2 separate regions of the Ovis aries genome follow, and region 2 is linked to region 1. A link is a contact called in public Hi-C data. All regions are on one chromosome and are shown on one strand. Each heading gives the region's core, a stretch centred on a gene start, on an enhancer-like site or on the middle of the called end of the contact. The rest is flanking DNA. Distances are from core to core; before and after follow the strand shown.

Region 1 (4,403 bases), core at 860-3,359:
AGACCCCTGGGAAAGTGAGGTCATGAGCAGTCTAGGATGATCTCATCTAGTTATTTAGGGTGTTGAATGTGATGGCACATGGGGAAAGCAGTTACTGTGAAATGGTTCATAGCTGGTAGAGTGGATTAACTGCCAGGAAAAGCAGAAGCAAACCCTGGGGGAACACTTTTCATCCCCACATTTAGGAATAACAGGGAGCTCTTTTACACTGGCAGCACGTTTTTTTTTTTTTCCCTCCCAGAAAAGATAACTTTCCTCAAGGGGATCTGGTGAATGAAGCAGTGTCTCTTCACCCTCGTGGTGATGGGCGTGAATCCGGCACTAACATAAAAGAGGAATTAGCTTGGACATACCGCACACTTGGTTTGGCCTGGTCCCACACCTGTGCTCTTGCCACTTACAGCAAATATGAAGCAAGCAGTCTGCACTGTGGCTTGAGATAAAAGGTATTTTAATATGCTCAGGTCACATATTATCATGGCCAATAGTAATTTTATATCATTTTCTTAAAGGAAACCGCACTCCTAGTAATAATTTTTTCCAATGAAGCAAAATTTCGCATGACAGGAAGTTTGACATATAACTTTTTCATTTGAATAATAGCATTGAATCCTCTCCATGCCAAGTAGAAATTTTAAATATCTTTATTATTTCTTTTGATATGCAAACGATAAGGGGGAAAGGTTTGGAAGACCCTTAGCTAAACTTCTAATGATTCTATTTTCTTTAATAGTGAAGAATTTTTTACAGCTTTGGAGACTTTTCCTTTTTCAAGAGAAACAATATAAACAAACCAAAAAAAAAAAAAAAAAAAAAGGAAACCTTTTCCTCTCCTACTTTAAGAACCTTGAGGGCTGAAACAGTGGTTCGGTTTCCTGACTGCCAGCTTTGGTTTGCCGTCTCTCAGCTGTCTTGTGCAATTCCCCAGAGGAAATATTTGAAGAGGGTTTTTCTCCCACATGAGAGAGTTTCATCCCACACAGCCCGCAGATTCTGACTGCAAACTTCATGGACTAAGTGTCTGGTTTTCCAGAAGTAGCTGCGGAGGACGTTTTTCCTTCACAGGTGCACGACACATATTCTCAGACCTCAGAGATCAGGCTGTAAAGTCCGAAGTCTTTAAAAATGAGGGTAGCTTAAAGACTATCTCTCTGGCAATCAGATCAATTTTTACTAGATAAGGAAAAAGAAGGTGACAAGCAGGGATCAAACTTCCAAAGCCTTCAAGCTGATCGTTCTTTACAACCCTCGGGTGTAAACAGAAGTATTGGATAATCTGGCCTGTATTTTTCTCTGACTGTGGAACACATTGAAATGCTTTATGTTTAGGTGTGTGTATAGAAATTCATGAAGTTCTTTTATACACTTCTATTCCAGCACAATTCTCATTTTAGGACGTCTTGAAAAGACAATTTTGTGCTCTCACGTTGTGCCGTAGCTTGTCAATTTGGATTTGTTCTTTCCTATCTACCAGCCACCTGATTATGGTCTCTGGGCAAAGGGTACCCGTTGGCATCATTTTTTCCAAGCACTTAAACCTGGAAAGATATTTTTTAAAGGACTCACAGAAGCTGTCTTGGGGGTTTGGAAAACATGGCAAAATTGTTAGCAGACCTTTGTGCTATTTTTAGGAAACTAATTGTGTTCTTTTAAAGTACATTTTTGACAATGGGACAAAGTTTTCCTTGCCCCCACTGTTACGTGAAATATTTACAATGAAAAGCGATCAGGAAAACACCCCAAACAGATACACTTTAACCTCGGCAACAGCCAGCAACCAGGGGAAAAAGTGATTTAAAAGGCGAAAAGGTTTTTGCAATATTTATGCTGCTGTTTCTGCCCCAAACGAACTTTTATTTTACCGTTCAAACAGAAGTTTGTTTTCAAACCAGTTGCTGGTTTAAAGGAGCAGCCGATCTGGCATCCATAAGAATCAGCTCTAACCAAACAGTAAGCACGTTGACCAGGGGAAACTGATTCCCCCAAAGCAACCCCCAGTAGGTCAGATGCCTGCAGAAGGGTTATCTTACCTTGAGCAAGTAAGATCCAGGAGAGAGGCTCGGGGGCTCCCACAGGAGAGGACCGGGAAAGTGCTCTGATCCGCTGCTGGTAACATGCACTTGGCTTTTATGGGCAGGTGGGAGGAGCCGCTCCTCATGGTAGGTGGGCAGAGGAGCAGCGGCGGGCGGGCAGCCCCGGGAAGCTGGACACTCTTCTCTGGGGAGGGGCGGCGAGGGCAGAGCCAGGAGCCGGAGAGAGGGAGGAGGGGCGGGGAGGGAGGAGGGTGGAGGAGCGGAGGAAGCAGTGGAAACGGGAGAGGAGGGAGAAGGAGAGAAAAAGAGAGACAGAGAGAGACAAGAGAGAAAACTTATAAAGGGATGTAGTCCACAGACAGGGAAAAGACTGGGGAGAAAACGACCAGGAGACTGAGACAGTCAAACAAGCAAGATACGGAGGGAAAGCAGAATTTTGATGATTTGCCATTTTGTATGACATTTTAGATGGCAGTGGTGTTGGGGAGCGAGTTGTGAGTGACGGAGAATAACAATAGGTATTTTCTGTGAATTCGTAAACCTAAATAACGGTTCAGGAATATTTGGAATTTCACAGGCAAGGGAAAGGAGGGGAAGCTGGCCCTCGGAGTAGCGCATCCCGAGCTCTGGATGGGCGCGGAGAAGGGCTGGCCACAGCCGGCTGCCATCCGGCCGCCCTCCTGCGTCCTGGTCTCCCACCCCCCGCGGGTGAAAGCCGGCCCTTCACTCATCACTCCCCACTGTGCTTTGTGACCAGCAAGTTCTCCTGGTGCTGCCGGTAGTGCGCAGCATCCAGAGGCCCCTCGGGAGACTTCTGCAGCATTAAGGTAAATCCAGCAAAGGTTGGAGAGGATCAGCGGAGATTGGCTTGTGGAGAAAGGAACCTCAAAACCAGCCTCGGTCCTCCAACATCTGCTTATGTAACAGGATTGCAGGGCTCTCTGCCCTCTGGTTATTTTCGGTATTTTAAAAACTCTCATTCCTAGCAATTGGAAAACGTCTTGGTGCCATAGCTCTCTGTGTGTCTTAAACATTAAGAGGATTCAACCAACAAGAGGCTGAAGGATCAGGCCGAAATTCTTAAGAAATACATTCAGAGAAAGAAAAACAAACTCCTTTAGCTGCTGAGCCGTGACTCACTTCCTAGCCCAAGTTTGATTTTTGCCACCACAGGAATTAAAGCATTTGAAAAGAGAGAACCTGAGCCTTGAGGGTGAGGGGTACTGACAAGGGGAAAGAAAGAGGCAGGGAGATGGATGGATGGGCCTGAAAAGAACAGGGGAAATAACTTTTACTGACAATATTGATATATAACTATATAAATGTATAGTAATATATTCACACATGAAACTTGATTCATTTCACCACAGCCTTATGGAGTCAAATATGATTCATATTGTGTAGTTTTTTTTTTTTAAAGAAAGGAATTTCAAAGGGTTAAGCAACTAGCTCAAGCTAGCAAGAAGGGGAGCCGTATTTGGTGAGCTTCCAGAGCACGTGTACTCTGCACATGAGGCCACCATATAGAATGCCTGACCTGGCCTCAGGTTAGTCCTGATGTCTTTGTGTGTGGAGTGGGGAGAGGTTATCAGACTCCAAGAGAAGGAAAAATGATGACCAAGAGCCGAATATGTTGAACTGGGTACTGTTGACATCTTGGTCCAGATAATTCTGGTGAGAACTTTTTCTGGCTATTATAGGATGTTGAGCACTATCTCTGGCCTCTACCCACCAGATGCCAGTAGCACTCTCCTTCTTGAGTTATGAGAATTGAAAATGTGCCTACACTTACCCAAATTGCGGGGGAGGAGGAGCAAAAAAAAAAACTCCTCCCTTTAAGAACCATTGGTTGTAAAAGGTCCACAGATATAAAAAAGGATTTTAAAGAAATTCATAAGAAAATATCCAACAGTGGTATTTGGATAATAGTAATATTAGTTGTCATATGTGTTTAGGTTACATTGAACATAACTTTTACATTTTCATAATCCCATCTGTCTGCCTCTAGACTTCAAAGCCTCAATTGCTTTCTTCCTAACTAATCTTATTCTCATTCGGATACAGCTGGGAGTCAACAACCCCCTGTGCCTGGGATATGAGGAGAATTAATGATATACGAGGTGAAACATTTAAGTTCTTTATTATAAACACAAACTTGACCTTAGAACAGTTACTCAGATGTTACTCATGATGTTTCATGACATTGATTATTTGTCTTAATAGTTATAATTTTTCATTTCTAGAACCCCTTCACAAATAGTATGTTTGTGCTTTGAGAATATGCCTAAATCCACTGAAGGAAGTCTATGAAATGAACAGCTTTGTTACTGGACTTAGAAATAAAACTGCATTGAGTCTTCTGGGGTTGAC
Region 2 (4,403 bases), core at 518-3,017, 120 kb before region 1:
TTTGAGTCAAGGATCTCAAAGAACATTGGATACAACATTGGATAAAAGAATAGATTCATGTGGATCCAGTCAAGGCTGAGTGATAACGGCCTCTAAAATCCAGACCAGATTCCAGGTAGGTCCATACCTTAGATGTGTGAGGCTTCTGTTTTGTCATTAACTTTCCTAAAAGGATGCTTCCTTTTTTGTTTCATATTTTTCTCTCTCTACTAGCTTCAATCCACTGCTATGCAATACGGCTTGAGGTCAGAACTGGTTAGGGTGAATGGACTGATGTAAAAAAAAAAAAAATTAAAGAAGCATGAACTGATGTAAATTTAAGACAAATTAGAATTTTCGAATTGAGTGGGTGGTCAAAAGAAATGAACATTTGTGGTTGCCAGCCTGTCAGTTATTCAATTTTTAATTTAACTCTTCAGTTTGGTAATGTTCACTTGTCAAAGATGATAAAGATGGAGTGAAGTATGTAGACTACATAAAAACCAGTGAAACTCAAGATAAAGATCTGTTATGCTCAGTGAATGCCAATGTATGTTGTAAATATATGGGGCAATGAGAACCCAAGGCTGGCAGCTGAGAAAAAAAGTACATTAGATAAGAGCTGCTCCCCAGAAAGAAAATTTTCTCTTGTAATTTTTATTAGATTTCAGCTGACAATATGGCTTTTTACATAAAAACAATTGGGAAGAGAAGATTCCTTTTTTACTTTCTGTATTTTCCTTTGACTTAGCAGTTTATTCCAGTTTTTGTTCATTCATTCAACAAAAATTTGCTGAGTACTAGCTGTATGCCAAGTACCATTCTAATTTCTGGGGACACAACAATAGAGAAGATAGTAAGGTCCTTTCTTTATATGCTGTTAGAATTTCATGTCTTTATCTATAAAAAAGTTATAACTAATTATAATAGTATCCATCAGACAAGCTGAAGTACGATAAAGGAGGCATTCTCTGAGAGAGGGGACCTGACAAAGAAACCGTATTTCCTTGGAATTTGGGGTTCCTTCTGTTTACTTTGCATGTACATCAAATAATTCCAGTATCTATTTGAAAAATACTGTTTACTTAGTTCTGGCTTTATCCAGATTTACAGTGATTTTGGCTATACCCTCAAAGCATTTCCTTGCTCTGCTAGGCTGCAGTCCATGGGGTCTCTACGAGTCGGACACAACTGAATGACTTCACTTTCACTTTTCACTTTCACGCATTAGAGAAGGAAATGGCAACCCACTCCAGTGTTCTTGCCTGGAGAATCCCAGGGACAGGGGAGCCTGGTGGGCTGCCGTCTATGGGTCACACAGAGTTGGATATGACTGAAGTGACTTAGCAGCAGCAGCAGCAGCAGCAATCATATATAGGTGATGTCATGGCACTGTCCTCAGGCCTTTGTGGCCATGCTCAGTACGACACGGCTGCCTCAAAGTTCAAGACTCTGGTTCTCACAAAAGAGCCACTGGCTCACAAACCAAGCACATTTCTTCCCTTTTTCCACTGTAACATTCTTTCCCAAGAGTATAAATCTCAGGCTGATATTTAACATTCCTTTGAACTGAACCATGGACTTTTACCTTGTACTTCTTGAAAGAGTGGAGAGCTAAGCTTCCATTATGCATATTTATAAACATGTTCTAAACGGAAGGCATGATTTTGTAATTCTCTAGTCATGGGTCTTTGAAACTATTTTGTAAGAGAACATCTAGAAACATCGCACTGGATCAGGCTGATTGCCTGGTTTAGGATTCTGTCTCAGGGTGGAGTCCACGGGGCAGTGGAATGTCACTGTTGCTAAACATGGCTCAACCTTGACAAGGTGCTGACGTTTCCCAGAACCTCTGGAATTAAAAACTCCTTTCACTTAAAAAACATTAATTCTGAAATCGAATTAACTAACACCAGTAGAGGTTTATAAGTTTCGGGAAACTAATTTTACCCTAGGCTTCCTTATTTTGGAAAATGAAATTACCACAAGCTCAAAGTTTATGAGATGTTCCTGTTGTTTATTTATTTATTTTGCATCAGAAATTATGACAGCCTCTGTAGTTCTTTTAAAATTTAATTCTTATTTTGATAACTGCATAGTGTTTTAAATATAAGTTTTGAAGAAAGCTATGGTTATACGACATTGCATGGATCACAAAGAATAATGTTGAAAACTAGTCCTATTTCCCTAAAACACCAGTATCTCAAAGTTATTAGTTTTTAAAGTCTGCCTTACATGGACAGCAACAACCTTGCCTTCCTTTCTTCTTTCCTACCCCCTTTCTTTCTTTCTTTCATGGTAAGAATGGATAACACAAGATCTAACCTCTTAAGCTCTTAAAGATACAGTACAGCATCACTATGGAGTAGGAAATGGCAACCCACTCCAGTGTTCTTGCCTGGAAAATTCCATGGACAGAGGAGCCTGACAGGCACAGTCCATGGTGTTGAAAAGAGCCGGACACGACTGAGCGGCTAGGCACGCACACGTAGCGTCATTAACCACCAATACAGTGTTCTCCAGCGGATCTCTAGAACTTAACTCATCTCACACAACTGAACTTTATACCCACTGAACAGCAGCTCTCCAGTTTTGCTCCTCTCAGTCCCTGGCAATTACCATTCTCTTCCCGTTACTCTGCGTTTGACTGATTTAGATACTGAGGAAACATTTTCGATATCAGCAAGTTTTAGGATCTCTCCATAAAGACTTATCCTGAGCCACCATTACTTAGGCACCTTACCTTACCTTATTTTGAGTATCTTTATTTTAAAAGTAACCTTATAGAAACCTGAGCTCTTTGAAGGAAAAGTATGTACATTGTAATACATAATTACATTCATGTGTTCGTCCAAAAGATCCTGTATCCGGTGCTGGAAATACTCATTTCTCTATCCAGTCAGAACTCAGCACCAAGCAATTGCCAACATGTGTATCTCTGTACCACTAGTGTCAATATTTTGGTTTGATAACGATCTTGTAGTTATTGAGGTTAGACATGGTTTGGTAACTGAGAAGTCTTAGATAGGGAGTTAGAAGGATTAGCAGCGACCAGCTTTTTAAATCCAGGAAATCTCTGATAAAAGAAGTCTGGAGTGAGGGGAGTTAGACCTCAATCCACCAGCAAAGATTCAACTTTTCTGCAAAAGTGCTTTCGTGAGGACTCTTGGAAGGCAGGGACACACAGGGCTGTAGAGTTCAGGTGTACAGGCTGAGGGCAGCGCCCAGGAAGAAAAGTGAAACACAGACCTCCATCACTGAGCTCTTTACTCCTGTGCATTCACTGCGAGTGTCCTTACTACCTCTAGCACTTCTGCATAATAGACCAGGAGATCAAACTTGCTGTCCCGTTGCCTGTCCTGTGTGCAGGACAATTTGAGAAAAGCCATTGTCTTTCTATTTGCTCTCATGACCACATTCACAGGATAAGTTGAGTAGTGTCTCAAAAATGTAGTCTAGCTTTAAAGAACTTCCAGCCATGTAAATTACATTTTCACTTTTTCTATTTCATACATGAAGGAAGCAGGGCCCAGAGAGGTTAAGCATCCTGACCAAAGTTGCAGAGCAAGTTCAAAGTTGATTCCAAGTTGGTTCTCTCTCTCTCTCTCTCTCTCTCTCTCTCTCTTTTTTTTGCATTGTGGTATCTTTTGTAGGTAGAAACATTTCTTTACTTATTCCACATGAGATGATTTCATTTTGAAGAATTGAAAAAATTAAATGCTTCAATATATATGTTATAAAAATTTTAAACCCATATCTGGGAGCTGGTAGCTGTTCATAGCAATACCCCCTTATCTGTGGATAAGACCCCACTGGATGCCTGAAACCTTGGATAGTACCAAGCCCTATGTACTATGTTTTTTCCTATACCTACATACCTATGATAAAATTCAATTTATAAATTAATCACAGTAAGAGATTAACAATAGTAACTAATAACAAAATAGAACAATTATAACAATACAGTATAATGAAAGTTATGTAAATGTGGCCTCTCTCTCAAAATATCTTATTGTACAAAGTTAATGTCTTTTCCATTTTAATTAAGTACTTATCACACACTGGGGGCATAATTTTTACAGTTTATAATGTGACTGCAAAACCTGCATGGATTTCTTTTTTCTTCTTCACAATTTCATAGATAGAAACTTTGTTTTTTACTGTAGATCTTAGCAGCCTCAGCATGTTTTTCTTTTTTCCTTGTGAAGTCAAGAACTTCCCCTTTATCATTTAGAAATAGCTCCTCTTGTGCTGTGCTTAGTTGCTCAGTTGTGTCTGACTGTTTGTGACCCCATGGACCGTGGCCTGCAAGGCTTCGGCATATCCTAATTACCAGTATAACTGCTCTGGGGCTTGGAGGTCATTATTAGGTAAAATAATTGTGACTTGAACACAGCACTGAGATACCACCATGGTTGATCTGA

What was found. A called contact is a pair of places that touch in the nucleus more often than the background predicts.
Region 2: a Hi-C map of skin fibroblasts shows a contact between it and region 1, with 1.8 times the contacts expected there. The contact joins the enhancer-like site here to the promoter of COL8A1 in region 1. A contact is called at or near these places in 4 of 16 Hi-C or Micro-C datasets (retroperitoneal adipose tissue, skin fibroblasts and tail adipose tissue).

What each region holds. Positions count from the first base shown.
Region 1 is chr1:164,839,725-164,844,127 of ARS-UI_Ramb_v3.0, reverse strand. It overlaps COL8A1 (collagen type VIII alpha 1 chain), which reads right to left and starts at 2,109. Exons shown (of 5, transcript XM_060416596.1): 1 at 2,031-2,109.
Region 2 is chr1:164,955,610-164,960,012 of ARS-UI_Ramb_v3.0, reverse strand. The region is part of intron 2 of COL8A1 (collagen type VIII alpha 1 chain); the gene reads right to left. FILIP1L (filamin A interacting protein 1 like) reads left to right here. Exons shown (of 9, transcript XR_009600904.1): 7 at 1-115. Among named protein-coding and RNA genes, the nearest start is that of CMSS1, 62 kb to the left of the region's middle. Within about 2 kb of position 1,767, at least 9 of the 54 cell types and tissues checked have an H3K27ac peak or open chromatin away from gene starts, as enhancers often do.